3 separate regions of the Sus scrofa genome follow, and regions 1 and 2 are each linked to region 3. Evidence: chromatin contacts called from public promoter capture Hi-C data. All regions are on one chromosome and are shown on one strand. Each heading gives the region's core, a stretch centred on a gene start, on an enhancer-like site or on the middle of the called end of the contact. The rest is flanking DNA. Distances are from core to core; before and after follow the strand shown.

What was found. Promoter capture Hi-C pulls out the DNA fragments that hold promoters and counts their contacts.
Region 1: a promoter capture Hi-C map of liver shows a contact between it and region 3, with 3 times the contacts expected there. The contact joins the promoter of C9H1orf116 here to the promoter of C4BPB in region 3. A contact is called at or near these places in 1 of 5 promoter capture datasets (liver), 14 of 47 Hi-C or Micro-C datasets (adipose tissue, blood, brain and 8 more) and 1 of 2 datasets of contacts at active chromatin or transcription factors (skeletal muscle).
Region 2: a promoter capture Hi-C map of liver shows a contact between it and region 3, with 2.7 times the contacts expected there. The contact joins the promoter of PFKFB2 here to the promoter of C4BPB in region 3. A contact is called at or near these places in 1 of 5 promoter capture datasets (liver), 15 of 47 Hi-C or Micro-C datasets (adipose tissue, blood, brain and 8 more) and 1 of 2 datasets of contacts at active chromatin or transcription factors (skeletal muscle).

What each region holds. Positions count from the first base shown.
Region 1 is chr9:67,659,836-67,662,886 of Sscrofa11.1, reverse strand. C9H1orf116 (specifically androgen-regulated gene protein) reads left to right here and starts at 1,503. Exons shown (of 6, transcript XM_021063321.1): 1 at 1,503-1,616.
Region 2 is chr9:67,680,363-67,683,463 of Sscrofa11.1, reverse strand. PFKFB2 (6-phosphofructo-2-kinase/fructose-2,6-bisphosphatase 2) reads right to left here and starts at 1,636. Exons shown (of 16, transcript XR_002335794.1): 1 at 1,435-1,636; 2 at 237-344. YOD1 (ubiquitin thioesterase OTU1) reads left to right here and starts at 1,575. Exons shown (of 4, transcript XM_005667547.3): 1 at 1,575-1,690; 2 at 1,957-2,214. The coding sequence starts at 2,164.
Region 3 is chr9:67,714,240-67,717,460 of Sscrofa11.1, reverse strand. C4BPB (C4b-binding protein beta chain) reads right to left here and starts at 1,256. Exons shown (of 7, transcript XM_003130455.6): 1 at 1,102-1,256; 2 at 479-675. The coding sequence starts at 536. It overlaps PFKFB2 (6-phosphofructo-2-kinase/fructose-2,6-bisphosphatase 2), which reads right to left. Exons shown (of 16, transcript XR_002335794.1): 15 at 1,408-1,596; 16 at 540-675.

The sequences.
Region 1 (3,051 bases), core at 254-2,753, 55 kb after region 3:
CCTGCGTTGAAGTCCCTGCCTGCTACATCCTAGCTGCATGATCTTGAGAAAGTTATTTAACCTCCTTGTAAAATTTGTATATTAATAGTGCCTACCTTTTGAAGTTCAAATAAAGATTAAATGAAAAAATGCATGGAAATGCTTAGCACAATACTGAGTGCAGAGAAAGAGTTTAATGAATATTGGCAATGACTATGTGCATTGATTTTATTTACTTATTTTTTTTCTGTCTTCTTTTAGGGCACCTGCAGCATATGGAGGTTCCCAGGCTAGGGGTAGAATCAGAGCTACAGCTGCCGCCTACATCACAGACACAACAACACCAGATCCAAGCCACCTCTGCGACCTACACCACAGCCCACAGCAACACTGGATCCTTAATCCCCTGAGCAAGGCCAGGATTCAAACCCGAAATCTCATGGTTCCTAATCAGATTCATTTCTGCTGTGCCACGACAGGAACTCCTCTGCATTGATTTTAATTTTTCTTCCTGCCCCTGTGGTATCAAGGATAACTTATATCCAAGGAAAAACCAGCTTCCAAGCAAAATATCTGGTTAAAGTGGCTTCTGTACCTGGAGAAAGATGAGGAAGATTTCCTCCTGAAAGCGTTGGATTCTTCCACCTATTCTCTTCTGTCTAGTCCCTCCAGTTGTTTTTAACTACAAGTGCCAATAATGTGCCCATAGAAGAAGATAGGAGCTGCTAAACTGGTTGGTGGATTCTTTTTGTTTTTATTGCTCAATATCCATTGCTACTTTCCAAGCACAGCTACAAAAGACCAGAACCCAAATGAGGGTGTGCATGTTCCCTCTTTCAAGGCTGTCCAGTCACTTTTTCATCAGAACAGGGACCCCTTGGGGGAGGAAAAAAGGTTTTATTTCCCGCAGAAATAGATGAAGCCAAGGTCATTGGTAAACTGTGGGGCAACAGTGTCTCAGCTCCAGCCTCTCCCGCCTTAGACGCCTTCTTCCTTGGTCCTGGGTGGAGCTGCTAGGGTTATGAGCTTCTAGGAAAACGCTTAAAGGTAACAGTGATTCTGAACATCTAGAAAAGCTAGTAGCAAAACTGGCACAAGGCTTTCCGAGGAATACTTCTCTTCGAGAAGAAGGCAGTTCTAGCTAGAAAACCAAGTTTCAAGCAGACACACTAGAAAAGCGTACTGCCCAGTGGACTGACTTTCTATCAGGATTTAAAATAGTATGAATAATAATATGTTTTGCCTACTCTCTCCCTGCTGACTCTCCCTTCTTCCAGTTTTAGCCCAAACTAGGCCCTCCTCTTTTATTTTCAAGGGCCTTTATTGGCTCTCAACGAGGGAGGGGGAAGGCAAGAGAGGATTGGCCAAAGGAGAAGAGCGCCGCCCCGCCCTGTCCCCGCCCACGCCCTCCCCGGAGGAACAGCTGGAATGGGAAGGAGGGAGGGAAATCTGGGATTGGCTGAGAGTCGGTGGCTGGGTGGGGTGAGGCAGCTCCGTTGAAGCTTTTACCTGTCTAGGTAAGTCAGGAAGAGGTCAGAAGAAAACAGTAGGAGGCAGGGGGAGCAGTCTCTGTCTCCGTCTCTGCCCTTTGAAATAGAAGGGTATTCCTTTCCTCCCTCAGTCCCCACCCAGTGAAGGTGAGTTAATTACTAACTCAACTATTGCTTATTCTGCAGCGAGGGGGCGGGGGGCTTCATGGGAAGTCGGAGCTACGGAATGGTGGGGAGCCCCTTATACCCGTAGCTAGAGGGCTTTCCTGTCTGTTCCTCAACTCTCTAATGTGGGATCAGAGTAGGTAGGTAGCTTCCTGAGATTGCAGTGTTTCTGTGGAGAACAGGACTGAGACGCATTTTTTTTTTCCATCTACCTGTTTAGGTTAGATATGCATATTGTGTAGATAAAGAAAGGAAAACAGGTTTGTTTTAGACCTTTGCATCTCTGAAGAGCTGAAATTGAGTTGTGATTTTGGAAGAGAACAGTTGTAGAGGGCGTCAAAATGAAGGCTCACCTAGCACTTTGGTTTTCCATTGCATTTCTAACAGGAAAATTTCCTGTGGCTTTATCAACTCAATGTCTATCTTTATTTAAGCAAAGGGTTCAGTGTGTGTGTGTGTGTGTGTGTGTGTGTGTTCAGTAATGGTCGTGTGATAATGGAGCTCTCTGTGGATGGGTGTGAAAGGTGTGAGCTGAGCTAGGGTGTTTGGAAGGGGGGTGTGAGGTCTGCTTACGTTGGGAAAACTCCAACTCAGGCTACCAGCTCATCTTTGCAACACCCCCGGATAGTCTAGTTGCAAAGTCAAGCCTATTTGAGTTCATTTTAATGAATTTAACGACGTTGCCGGTTAATAGACACAGGGACTAGCAGACGGAAAGCTACTCAACTGTGCCATGGCCTCGCCCACATTAATATTTCACGATAGCATGTTGAGTCTAGTAGGAATTCTGAGTGGGGCTGAGGCCAAAGCAGTGTGGCAGAGGCCAGAGAGGAGAACCAGACCTGTGTGGTGGTTTTGCTTTGTGTTCCTTCAGGGGTCCCCTGGCAGGCTGTGTGACCGGTTTCCCTGCACAGGGACAGCTGGGTGTGGAAGTCAAGTCAGAGTGGCAAGTCAGCTCTTGGTCATCCAGCTCGTAGGGGTTAACTCTGTGGTCCCTAACTTCACCCCTTTTCCTCCTGCTTCAGAAAAGGGGAAGTGGGACGACCCAGTGCCAGGATCCCAGGGCTTGGCACACAACTCCCAGCGAATATACCGAGTTTCCGGTCCTGCCAACTGGAACTTTGGGCATTCGCTCAGCCTGCGCTGCAGAACCAGCCCACCAAGCTCACCAAGCAGCCATAGATGATGACCTTGTCAGCAATAAAGATAACTTGCAGGGTCTGGCAAACCTCTTCTGCGTAGGGGATATTTCTGCTAACCCTCTCCCTCAAACCCACTTGAAGGAGGCGATTATATCGCTGCCTAAAAACACACAGAAACTTGCCCATGTGCCTGTGGAGAGGGATACACACCCAGTGCAACTTTTAATCTTCTTGGCATTTTCCTTACGATGTGCTCCAGCTCAAGGCACCTTTTG
Region 2 (3,101 bases), core at 387-2,886, 34 kb after region 3:
AGTTAACAAAAGCAGGAAGAAAATGCTCGGCCACATGGGCAGCCTAGCACCAAAGACAGACATTTCACGGAGTCTACTTGTTTCAGACAGGAAATTCCCCTGATGGCCTTTGTTTTAAATTCCCGTGTCAAAGACTTATTTCTTACTCCCATTGAGCAGCAAAGTCTAGGATTACAACTATATTCCCAAGACAAAAACCTGGGACAAGGCAGCCCTTCCTCTTTCCCACCACTCACAGCATTTCTTCTCTGACATTCGGAGATTTGTTTTGGTTTCATAGCTGTTGTTGTTCTGTTCTGAGGAAGATGCAGGATTCCCAGACATGGCAGCTCTTCAGGGGACCCCTGGAAGGGATAAAAGGGATATAAGGAAGAGAAGGAAGGAGACAACCTTCCAAACACTCAGTGAAGAGGATCAGAGAGGTATAAGTGCAAGAACCCTGGCCCAAGAGTCAAGTCCAGCCTTTTTCCCAGTTAAGAGCTATACGCCCTAATAAGTCATGAATGCCCCTAGCCCTGTGTTTCCTCATCTCTGAAGAGGTGCAGCAGAAGCTTGCATTTATATTGCTGACTTTGGAGTTTACACTCAAATAAATTATCTCCTTCAATCCTCCCAACAATCCTGTAATGAAACAGATTTTGCTACCATTATTACTTCTCCTCATTTTACAGATTGAAAAACTGAGATTAATCAAACTAAGTGGTTCATCCAAGTTCCTTCCTGACTTCAGATTCCAGTTTAAGAATCTGGGGAGAGTAGTGGCAGCAGTTGGGGGTGGGGTGAGTTGCAAATAGATCAAGTCCATTATCATAAAGTAACTGCAGTCCAATGGGAGGATTCAGTCCTGAAAAAAATGAGAAGTGGGAAAAATCTCAAACATATCCCCTGAAGGAAAAACTGTAACTGGACCCAGAGACAGCCCTCACCCGTCACCATTTCTCCTCTGGTGTTCCTACTCTCAAGCCCTTGTCCACACCCTCTCCCCAACGATCCCCTGGGAAACAGTCCATGGAAGAAACACTGGGGAGCAAAGAGGTGGTAAATAACTTCCCCAAGGTCGCCTACAGAATAACGGGTAAGTCCTGATTCGAACTAGTGTGGGAGAGCCCCACGCGTTCTCCCTACAAACCCGGACAAGGACTCGTGAGGAAGGAAGGTCCTACTGCTTCAGGGACCTTGCACTGTACTTCCACTAACCACACAAATCCTGTAACTCACATAAACTGCAGCTTTGAGTTCCTAAACATCCGCACTCCAGGCGACGCCCGGGGGCCCGTACTTCCCCGAAACGACGAGGCTTCATCTTCCCACATCTCAGGGTGCATGCGGCCCCTCCCTCCTCTCGTCCGCCTAGACCCTTCAAGACGCTGTACAGCTGTCGGCCACCCCAAGATCCCTCCTAAGACTCCTCCCGTCTGTGGCCCCAGCACCTACCGGGTAACGCGGCAGACGGGAACCCACAGACTGTGGCCGGTGTCCGGCACACCAGTCGCCGGCAAATCACGTGCCCCCGCCTGGCTCCGCCCACTCCCGCGTTGGTCCTCACCTGGAGAGAATCGTCCACCAATAGAGAGCAAGCAGGCTTCAGGGGGCGGGGCTCAAATTAGAATCACTGACGCTAGCTCCAGAAGGAGGATAGAACTGTGAAGGGGAAAAATCACAAGCTCGCAAGTTTCCCAGCACCGTGGAGGTTGGTTGCATCGTTGCTTGGCAACTAACAGGGCTGGGGGCGGGATTAATAAAAAGTAAGTTTTGTGGGTTTTTTCGTCCTCTCGCGAGAATGAACTAGTAGAAGTCTTGAGAGGGTGACCGGAAAAATCATTGCGGAGATTAACGCTTTTTCCTGAATCCCAGCGGGATCTGTTAGATCTGTAAATTGGGACGTAAGCTTGGAAGGTGTTTGCTAGAGTAAACTACCACAATACATCTTAAGGTGTTTGCATATTCTTGCCTCAGGTCGCGGACACTGTAAACTAAGGAAATCAACAACTCTCACCGCTGAACCAGGAGCTTCCCTGGATCCATGCACATACTTCAGTGGATTTACCATCTTATTTATTCTCCCTCTTACCACTCACACTGTACCATCTGTTATGGTCATCTTGAAGAACCAAAGAGAAAAACTGCTCAAGGAGAAAATTGGGTCATGAAAGATCTGAAAAGATGCAAAGTCTCCATATAACTTATTCAGATCTAGAGGCTTTTACAGTGGAGGTGAGTTTGCACATTCCGAGTGAACTTTTCACAGTTGCCCCCAGGCCCCCTTGATGCTTGATTCTGTTGATAAACTGTCTCTACGCGGGGTAGGCCTTGCTGCTTCGGATTCAGGATGGAAAAAGAACAATGAGTATGGATTTCTTGGAAGAGAGAGAAATTCAGAGGTATTTTTATTCCTCTGTCACCTGGGGGTTAAATTCATCCTTCTGAACAGCTCAAATCATTACCTACTCGTTGAAACTTTTTACAACTCCCAGTATGTTACAGTTGCCTTCTCTGTGCTTATACAACTTGGTTCTAACTATTCAGCAAGTGTTTACAGAGCACTTACTTGGAAGGCACAGTCCTGTGTTTAGGGATACGGGGTTGGAAAAAGTCACACAACCTAGCATTATCACGTTGCTGTGAAATACAGGGGTTGCGTGTCCTTTACACCTCACCGGCTCTCCTGATTACGTGAGTACTTCGCCATAATGAAGTCAGGAATGGAGTCGTCTTGGTATTTGTATAACTAGGGCGAACTGGAATCTGGATGACACACGGTAGCCCTCTTCATTCCTCCTTCTTACACTGCCAGCACCTCCCGAATAGCCCTCGGCCCAGATGCTGACCTCATACTGCGCTTTCTGATGTGGCAAATGGACGTTTTTAAGTTGCAGGCTCATGAAGGTGGAAAGGCCAGTCCCCCGGGTCCCTTAACCTCAATGAGTCAGTGTTTGCTGCAGCCATGCGTCTAATCACGAGTATATGTTTGTCTTTGACAGGTCTTTTTGACTCACTGACCATTCTTGGCATTCGTTTGCCTTCCGAACTATGATCCGGCGTGGTTTGGAAGCCCCAATTTAATAATTTCCGACCTAAGTGCAAGGTTACATTCCAATGTA
Region 3 (3,221 bases), core at 7-2,506:
CCGACTCCATGTTACTCTTCCATGTAACACCCCCTCCCTCCCTTCCTAAGGATTTCCCACAGTTTTCTTTCCAAAAAAGCATAACAGGAATCCTACTCAAATTCAGCGATAAGTTATCCACACCTAAAAAAAAAAAAAAAAAAAAAAAAAAAGCAATCCCCCTTTTCAAATAGTAGCCCTAGAGTTTATCATAAATAAAACTTTTCAAGATTTAAAAATTGGTAACTTTATGACTCCCAGAAGAGAAAACGAAAGTAAACAGTTAACAATTTACCTCACAGAGCAAAGTCATTTAATATTTGCTACACCTCTACTGAATACAGAGCATAGGCTAATTAATTTGAGATTTTTTTCAGTAAAAGAAATAATTTCAGAAATTTAAATGTCATCAGTCTAAATTTCATTAAAACCTTACCCTCATAATCCACAAACTGATATCAAGTGCCTTATGAATTGAGCTTAAGAAGAGCATACATACCATCTGAGGCAGAAATCAGCCACACAACCACAAGATAGCACATAAACCAGAAAAACATCCTGTGATCAATTGTTTGACCCGGGTTGGAAATGACCCAGCCTAGGCACCTGGTTTGGATCAAAACGGTCTTCTCACACCACTCAAGATCAGACCAACAACCTCCTTCCTAGAAAAGAGGTTGTATTGACTTCCCTTCCCTGGAAGGAAAAAAAAAAATAATCTACATCAGGAAATAAGAATAGCTGTAAGGGGAGTTCCCATCGTGACTCTCAGCAGAAATGTATAGGACTAGTATCCATGAGGATGCAGGTTTGATCCCTGGTCTCCATCAGCGCGTTAAGGATCAGGCGTTGCCTTGAGCTGTGGTATAGATCGCAGACGTGGCTTGGATCTGATGTTGTCGTGGCTGTGGTGTAGGCCGGCGGCTGTAACTCCAATTCAGCCCCTAGCCTGGGAACCTCCATATGCTGCAGGTGCAGCCCTAAAAAACAAAAAGTAAAATAATAGCTGTAAGGAAATTCGTACAAGGAGAGATTTTGCAAAAAACACAAAGGGATGATTAAAATTAAAAAAAAAAAAAAAAGAGCTGCCAGTTTTAAAATTCAGTTTCAGAAACTGCTCACATGTTATTTATGCAAATCCAGTTAACCAGTGCCTTTGAACTGTAGGCTGATCCTTCCTCAATAGACTTGGGCCAGATGGTCTTGCCATGACCTTCACTTCTGTCAATATTTGCCAGTGTTTGCACTCCACCTTCTGCAACTCTCTCCAGCATTGTGGGTGGAGGGGGGTATGTGAGAGGGTGAAGAGGGGAGTACTTTCCTAAAAGAAACCCAAGGGAGTGCTACCTCCTCCCCCTTTCTCAAACACCAGGTGTCCCAAGACTGTAAGAGGCACTGAAAGCTGAAAGTTCAAGGAAGTCAACCAACCTTGCCTGTCTCTGACCTTCCAGACTATATTGCTTCCCAGAAAGGAACTGGTCCTGGTGGATTCCAAGCAACTCATTTGCCAGGTCTCTTCCAAGGCTTCCCATTCCATGGGGCTTCCAGGCAGGACCTGACCTGAGTCCAGAGTCAATCAAATGAACTAAGGGAGAGATGAGGGGAATGCTCTGGTCTCTGGAATGAAAGCATATAAAATCCTTTTGGGGTTCCCATAGCTTCTTGTTCATGATGATTCCAGCCATGAGCTGGTTGTCTGTGTTCCAATTCTAAAGCTGGGGTAAAAGTCTTACAAAATTTTAGATTTAAATAAAATAATAAACATAAAACAGCACAGTATATGTAAAACATAAGGACACAGTCAGTTCTCAAATATTATTCTCATCCCCACCCATTATGCTTCCTTTGTAACGATTTGTTCTCATCTTTCTCCCACAGTAGACTGTTTAAAAAAAAAAAAAAAAAGCAACTGAGTAAATTTGAAGACCTAATTGGCCTTATTCAGCAATTCATGAATGGGGCAGTATCCATTTAGTAAATAGAAGGATGCTCCCTTATAAAGAGGTGTATAAAATGGAGAGTTTTTATAGTAGAATGAGGCAAGGAGGTCATTAGCAAAAGAAAAGGAAGAATTGCTTCAGGGTAGGTCACCTTCTCTGGGGGGAAAGGATGAGAGCCTAATTAGGCCCATTAATGCTAACCAGAAAATTCCAGACTGGCCCCAATTAAAATATGTATGACTGGGTCACTATGCTGTACAGCAGAAATTGACACAATACTGTCAATTTATCAACTATAAATTTAAATCAACCATACTCTAATAAAAAATTTTTTAATGAAAAAAATTTTAAAGGTTATATTCCTGGGGAAGGTAGAAATTGCAATGAGGTCAAGTATTAAACCTAGGTTTGGTATGATGTCATTTGAGACCTGTGGTTCTCTCTTTAATAACTGTTGACAACTTTAGAACAGGGATTGTGGTTCATCTGTGTTTGCATTCCCTTCCTCTGCCTCCCATAATGCAAAGCAGGATTGCCTGCTAAATGAACAAAAGCAAGGCAGGGTACATGAAAAGAACAGTCACCAGGGAACTCTACCACAGCCCCTCCAATCCATACTACCATTTATTATATACTGCCTTTATGGCTTTCCTATATCCTTGATAACTATAGTGAAAACACCTTTAAATAGACTGACAACCAGGACCTACTGTAGAGCACAGGGTAATCTACTCAGTGCTGTGTAATAACCTATATGGGAAAAGAATCTGAAAAGGAACAGATATATGTATATGTATAACTGATTTACTTTGTTATATACCTGAAGCTAATATAACTGTCTAAGTCAACTATACTCCAATAAAATCATTTAAAAATAAATAAGTATAATTTGCAAAAAGTTCATGACAGTCATGTATATATAAAATGAATAGGAGTTCCCTTGTGACACAGCAGGTTAAGGATCTGGCATTGTCACTGAAGCAGCTCAGGTCGCTGCTGTGTTGCAGTTTTGATCTCTGGCCAGAGAACTTTCACGTGCTGTAGGCACAGCCAAAAAATAAAATTAAATTAAATTAAATTAAATTAAATTAATAAAATAAAATGTTAAAGATTTTATTCAACGCATTAAGTAATGAGGGAACCATTAATACACTCTAATGAATTTAAAGAATTTAAGGAACAGAGACTTATACAGCCAGTCAATCAAAATTATTCTAAAATGACTTTTCTAATAGACATCAAGCTGTTTAATATACAGGGCAACAAACCATAATATTTGGAATGGGCTTTTCTAACAATTGG